2 separate regions of the Ovis canadensis genome follow, and region 1 is linked to region 2. The links are chromatin contacts, called in public Hi-C maps. All regions are on one chromosome and are shown on one strand. The core of a region is the stretch at or near the end of the contact, and the rest is flanking DNA. Distances in the headings are between cores, read along the strand shown. Region 1 has its middle 49 kb from the start of C3H9orf78. Region 2 holds the start of FNBP1 (formin binding protein 1).

Region 1 (3,247 bases), core at 53-2,552, 140 kb after region 2:
GGACATTTTTCATGCGTGCAAATTTGGCTAGCAGCTGCGCTGGGATTTCGAGGACCCTACCTTCTGTGGGGGGATGGAGGGAGCTGTGAAATTGCAGCAGGTTTGCATTTCATTCGTGGTCTGGTGTCACGAGTGCTCAAGCCCACCCTCTTCTTGGCAGCTTGGCTGGAATAATCACTGGCTTATGTGAAGCTGAGGACAGCCTGCCGCCTTTAAGGGCGAGGGCCTTGTGCCTGTGCTGGCCGGCCCTTTCCATATCCAGCGCTGACAGTCTCACCCTGGGTTTTGTGAAGGGGAGTCTGGTTCATGCCCAGACCTCTTTGTTTCTTAAGGCTCTTTAGAGCCAAGGTAGGAAAACAGTTGGTGAGGGAGTGAAATATTAAGTGAGCAGGGCGCCCTAGCTAATGCCAAGTGCCACTCACTTGCTGAGGGGGTGGGAGGGGAGGCCACCAATGAGACGCCAGGCCTCACTGTGGCCTCGGCTCCTCCTACGGACATTGCCAAGTTCTCAGCAAAGCCTGATGTCTTCTCTGCTGGGGAGGATGGTGTCAGAGAGCCAAGGCAGGGTTCTCGGGCAAGAGACGGGGTGGTCAAGGGAACAAGGCGGCCTATGACTGTCCTGCCGAGGCAGGTCCAGATTGTCAGTAAAGGGCTAGTATGGGAAGAATGTTGCCAGTACGTTCTTTCTGAGCTTTTCTCGTATTTGGGGAATAGTCTCTAACAGTCTGTAAGAGGCAGAATGTCTCCACCTGTCTCACTTAGAACCGCCCTCTCCACCCCGCCCCACACACACACCACCCCCACCGGCCGGCCGGACCGGCGAGCACCGAGGAGCTGGGAGCTGGGTCAGCCTGGGGCGCGTGTCGCCACCTCTCTGGCCTCCGGTTCCGGGGTAGTGGGGTGAGGACAGGAGGCCGGCAAGAAAGCACTCGGTCGACGCCACAGCTACAGCTTAGATGTCAGTTCTGACCGGGAGCTCACTCCCGTCTCCGTGATGGTGTTATTCTGATTCTTGGGCAGAATTCAGGGCTGGGAGCTCTGTGACCTCACCCTGCTCGCAGGTCTGAAACACTGAACCGTCCAGCTCGGCCCATCTTTATACAGCTACTTGGTTCAAGTATTTGGGGAAGTGACACTTGAACCTTCTGCGACCCACCTCCCGCCCCTGCGGGGTCGGAAACCAGGGGCGGTGACGCAGTAGGAGCGGCGGACCGTTGGTTTCCTGGTGCGCTCCCGAAGGCAGCCTCGGTAGCGCAGAAAGCCCTGACTCAGACTCGTCGGTCAGGCTCCTCCGGTGGGTCCGGGAATCGCAGCATCCGCCCCGGCCAGGCCCCGCCCCGCTCCGTCTCTCCCCGCCCCCTGCGGCCGGCCCCGCCCCCGCCCGCCGATGCGCAGAGGCGCCCGCGCGACCCCTAGTGGCAGAGAAGCCTGCCTGCGAGGAGGGAAGGACGAGGGTCCCCAGGAGGGCGACCAGACCGGAAATGGGAGTGGGCAGAGGCAGGGGTGGGTGGTTCCAGGATGCCCTCCGTTTTAAAATTAAAGCGAAAGAGATCTCTGGATTGTGCGATCCACAGGACAGCAAAAAAAATGGGATGGTGCAGGTGTGAGTGAGGGAAGGAGCAGGAGGCCCGGATGGTGACCAACAGCAGGCCCAGCCGCCACGTGGGGATTAACGTCTCCTTGAGTCCTGGGCAGTAAGGAAGTCCAGACCCTGGCGCTGCCCACCTGGCCTACAGAGGGCCTCTCCTTCTCCTCTCTGGCTTCTGCTGGACTTTTCTGAGAAGGGGAGGCATAAGCCTTGTTGCAGCACCCTTTGAGACCCAGGATTAAAGTGCAAAGGCTGCAGAATGGCACTCAGCAGCCTCTTTGTGTCACGAGTCATTTCGCCACAGCTGCTCATGTTCAGACCTAACACTGTTTCTGTCCAGATGGTAGAACAAGTGGTGCTTACTTAAATGACCTCCCATGAGCTGGAGATGGGAGCAGAAACAGAACCGCCCCCACGTGGCTTTGTCCTCAGAGCCTGGGGGCCAAAAGCTGCAGGAGGACACGGGGATTTCATTTTCCTCTGTCGGCCCCGAAAGCAAAGGGGGTGGGGAGGATCCCCTGGGTGCTGCGGCATTCTGCCCCAGGAGCCTCATGACCTGCACGTGTGTACATCCTCCCACCATGCCAGGCCAAGAGCCCTGCCTGTGGTGCCGACTCTCCTGTCAGCCCTCATCTGGGCTGCATCCTGGTGTCTGGTCCAAAGACGGCCTGGAGGCTGCATCGGAACATACACATCCTGGGGGCAGCCTTCCTGGACACGCTTTGTCTAAAATGGGGATGGCTCTCTCTAAGAGCTTTTCCCAAAGACATTGATTCCTTCTGTGTCCTGTGCCTTTGCTATAACCAACAAGCCTCTCAACCGTGGACAGATACCGGTGTCATAGGGAAGAGAGCCAGACGGAGGAACAGTTCTGAAACACCACTTCCTTCCCCGAGGCTCTCAGGGACTCAAAGTGTGGTTGGGCAAGACTTGCAGGACAATTTACTATTCGCATGGAATTCCAACTAGCATAAAGGTAAGGAAACTACACTTTGGGGATAGCTGCACCTTACCAGTGGAGAAGGCGATGGCAGCCCACTCCAGTACTCTTGCCTGGAAAATCCCATGGACAGAGGAGCCTGGTAAGCTGCAGTCCATGGGGTCGCTAAGAGCGAGTTCAGTCACTTTTCACTTTCATGCACTGGTGAAGGAAATGGCAACCCACTCCAGTGTTCTTGCCTGGAGAATCCCAGGGAGCCTGGTGGGCTGCCATCTATGGGGTCGCACAGAGTTGCACTCAACTGAAGTGACTTAGCAGCAGCAGCAGCAGCAGCAGCAGCAGCGCCTTACCAATGTATTTTCTGATGAAGCTTTGTGAACAGAAGCACAGACAGGTGGAAAGGCCTGCAGACACAGGTAGCAGTTGGTCTACAGACTTCCCGGTCTGCCAGGTGGCTTTTGACTCTAAAAGGCGCTGCTGGAGCAAGGCCTGGGCCAGCCTGGAGGGAGGAGCTGGACCACAGGATGCCACGTGGGAGACAGAAGATGGAGGTGACTTCCTCTGCCGCCCAGCGCTGCCCGTCTCCACTCGTCTGTGAACCAAGTTCACCAACCACACACTCCTGGGCTGCCTTCATACTCTGTCTCAGTGTGGCCCAGCCTGTTATCTCAAGGGACAACACAGAGGAAACATCTGAAGGCCAACTGGTACCTGTATCC
Region 2 (3,225 bases), core at 200-2,699:
CAGGTTTGACAGTTTAAATTTATTGTGATCCTGTCCAACAAAGGAAGTAGACTTGGTTTATCTGCAAGAGTAGAACACCACCCTTGCCCCACCCTCTCTTGGAGAAGAATGATAAGCTGGTTGAGGCTGGGTGTAGTGGGATTAGAGAGACAGGCAGCTGAAACACTTCTTAAAGGGGGCCCATTTTAGGAGTTCACAGATAGTCAGAAAAGTGAGTAGGATTAGCTGAGGAAGAAAGAAAAGTTTGGGGAGAAAGGGCCTAGTGAATCAGAGGAAGGAGTCGGAACCCAAACAGTTCTCCAGTTCCAATCCTGGAATCAGGCTTCCCTGGTGGCTCAGACAGTGAAGAATCCGCCTGCGATGCAGAAGACCCCGAGGGGTCCCTGGGGTGTGGAAGATCCGCCGGAGAAGGAAATGGCAACCCACTCCAGTATTCTTGCCTGGAGAATTCCACGGACAAAGGAACCTGGTGGGCTACAGTCCATGGGGTCGCAAAGAGTGGGACACGACTGAGCGACGCACACACACAATCCTGGAATGTTATTTGTGTATACTCTAGGAGTGCAGGGGAAAAGGAGTCCGTATCTACTTAAAAATTAGTTATCAGTTTACCAACCACTGGCCGGGTAACAGGTGGTCGTCATCTTTCGCTGACCTGGGTAGTTACTGCCTCCCTTTGGCGGGAGGTGGGGGAGAAGGCTCTGAGCTTCTACAGAGATGGAGGCCTTGTCCTAGGCCACCCAGCTAGTGAGTACGGGTGGCGGGACTGGAACCAGAAACCCCTGTCTGTGGACCCAGAGCCTTTGCTTTTTTTCACCCACTACGCGGCAACGTGATTTCAACGTCTGAGAGTTTCTTGGCCGAACAAGTCGGAAATCACCGGTTTCAGAGATTAGAAATCACCGGTTGTGCGCCCCTGGACTCTTTTCCCCAGCCACTCTGCTAGGTCGCTCTCGGCCTCCGAGTCCTTCTGTGTGTAGTATGCAGACAGCACTGCACCTGGCCCCACGCCAACCGGCTCAAGGCTGTGAGGGCCCCCCGGGCCTCCAAGGCTTCCCGGGCGGTAGGGGAAAAGACCCGCTCGAGCTAGCTCTGATGGCTGAGCAACGAAAAGCATGGTCCTTAAATTCAAAGCAGCGCTTGGCGCAGGGGAGCAACCTCAGGCCTCGGCAGAGCCCCCGTAATAACAGGGGCCGGCTCCGTTCGGAGGCGAGTGGTTTGTCCCTAAGAGCAGAGAGTGTGGCTGCTAATAAGTAATTAAAAACAAAACAAAACAAAACAAAAAAACACGGCAGCGGGGAGGCCGGCGGCTCCAGGTCCCACCAGAGGCCCCTGCTTTCTGCAAGTCCTTCCGGACCCCGGGGCCACGCGGGCGGGGGGCGCCCGAGGGGAGGTTGGGCCGGGGGCGGGGCGCGCGCGTGCGCGAGCTGTCAGGCCGGCTCCGCCCCCGGCGCGCGGCCCCGCCCCGCCCCTCTCCCGCCCCTCGCTCTCGGGTGTGGGGCGGGCGGGCGCTGCGGCGACCGCCGCTGCTGCTTCCTCGGGCCATTTTGCCGAGGAGCGACCGGGGAGGAGGAGCGCCGCGGAGACCCTAGGCGAGGAGCGGCGAGCCGGAGGAGGCGGCGGCCGCACGGGGCACGGACTTTCCGCGATCGCGGGGATCTCCCGGGGAGACGGGATCGCTGGGGAGGGGGACCGGAGAGCCGCGCCCCGCCGCGCGGCGCGCCCCTTCCCGCCCCCTGCACCATGAGCTGGGGCACCGAGCTCTGGGTGAGTGAGGGGCCGGGCCCGCGAGGATGCAGGGAGGTGGCGGAAAGGTGCCTGGTGCGCCTGGGCTGGGGGACGCGGCCCGGGCTGCCCCCGGTGGACGAGATCGCGCGCCGGTCGGAGGTCTCTGCGGCCCTGGCGGGAGGCGCAGGTCCGAGTGCTTCTCGTTGGCCTCGGCTTGAGCGGGAGGTGCGCGCCAGATTCGCCCTTCTGAGGTGAGGGGGGGCTGGTGTGAACCGCTGCCCCCTCCGGCGGCCAGAGCAGGGGCCGCTGGTGGGGGTCCCCTCCACAGCCCGAGCGCGGCGCGCGGATCTGGGTCCCCGCACCTCCTGATCAGAGGCGCGGGCGGGACGCCCCTGTCTTCAGCGAGGCGGGCCGACTCAATGGGGGCGTGGAAGGCCGGGGATTTTCAGGGCTGCGTTAGGTATTCGGCGTCCAGACCCGCGCTCCTCTGCTGTGTCTCCAAGGAGGTGCGGGTGGTTCGGGCGCTCTCCCGGGGGGCGGGGCGGCCCTGGCGGGGCCGGGTCCCAGGGCTTGGGTTTGGCGGTGCAGGGCTGAGTGAGAACTGGTGTCTTCCCTCTAGTGGCGAGGACGTTTGCCCTGTGGTGGTTTGGGGTGCGCTTGTGATTCTCCCAGGGGCAACTCAGATCTTGCATTCGATGTGGGGATTGCGGCGTTCGGCCTGGAGGGGAGAGTAGTAGGAGTTAGAGGGACGCCTTGTGTTGCCTCCTGCGGGAACAGGCATTAGCGGGGTCAGTTTTGTATTTTTTAACCGCTGGGAGGAAAGAGTCTGAAATGCGGTAGGGAGCGCCCCGCCGGGATGTTTAACCCCGGGCGCGGATGGATAAACAAGCGGCGGGGTGTCTGCAAGCTCTTCTCTCCCCGGACCCGGATGCCAAGGCGGTGCACTGGCGGTCCTGGGGAGGAGAGGCTGTGGCTTGTGGACTGGGGCTTGTTTTCCTCTGGATTCCTTGCTTCCTCTGGATTCCTAAGGAAATCTCTGGGCAAGCGATGGGCAGAGCGGAGTGCAGAGGAAGAAGGAGATGAAATCTGTTATTGCACCGAGACGTCCTCAAGATGAGCTATTTCCCAGGAGGAACTCGAAAGTGCCTCCTTTCGGAATTCCATTTGTAAAGGGTGTGGAGAAGAAAGTGTGGGGTGGTGGTTGCTATCTGAGTGGAGGCCAAGAAATCTCACGTCAAAATAAAAGGTTAGAGCAGCTATAGAAACAGAGCGCATCCTCCCTTAATTAATTTTTTTTTTTGCTTTAATTGTTTTTACACAACCACTTCTTAGGCTCAGAAGCAGCTACTGTTATTGATACCAAAATTCTGAAGGCAGTAGTTCCCTTAAATGAGAATTCATTTTGTAAACATCCCCTGTCTAAAAGGATCTCAACTTTTCGACTGATGTTTGCAAATATTCATTCTTAAAGTAGCAGATGGTCGTAAGTATACACAG

What was found. A called contact is a pair of places that touch in the nucleus more often than the background predicts.
Region 1: a contact with region 2 is called in a Hi-C map of fibroblasts, with 4 times the contacts expected there. The contact joins the enhancer-like site here to the promoter of FNBP1 in region 2. A contact is called at or near these places in 2 of 2 Hi-C or Micro-C datasets (fibroblasts and lung).

Annotation. Positions count from the first base shown.
Region 1 is chr3:6,665,104-6,668,350 of ARS-UI_OviCan_v2, forward strand. No RefSeq gene overlaps it. Among named protein-coding and RNA genes, the nearest start is that of C3H9orf78, 49 kb to the right of the region's middle. Within about 2 kb of position 1,303, the one cell type or tissue checked has open chromatin away from gene starts, as enhancers often do. A contact at or near this core is called in fibroblasts, where this site is marked.
Region 2 is chr3:6,527,925-6,531,149 of ARS-UI_OviCan_v2, forward strand. It overlaps FNBP1 (formin binding protein 1), which reads left to right and starts at 1,450. Exons shown (of 16, transcript XM_069582185.1): 1 at 1,450-1,767. The coding sequence starts at 1,744.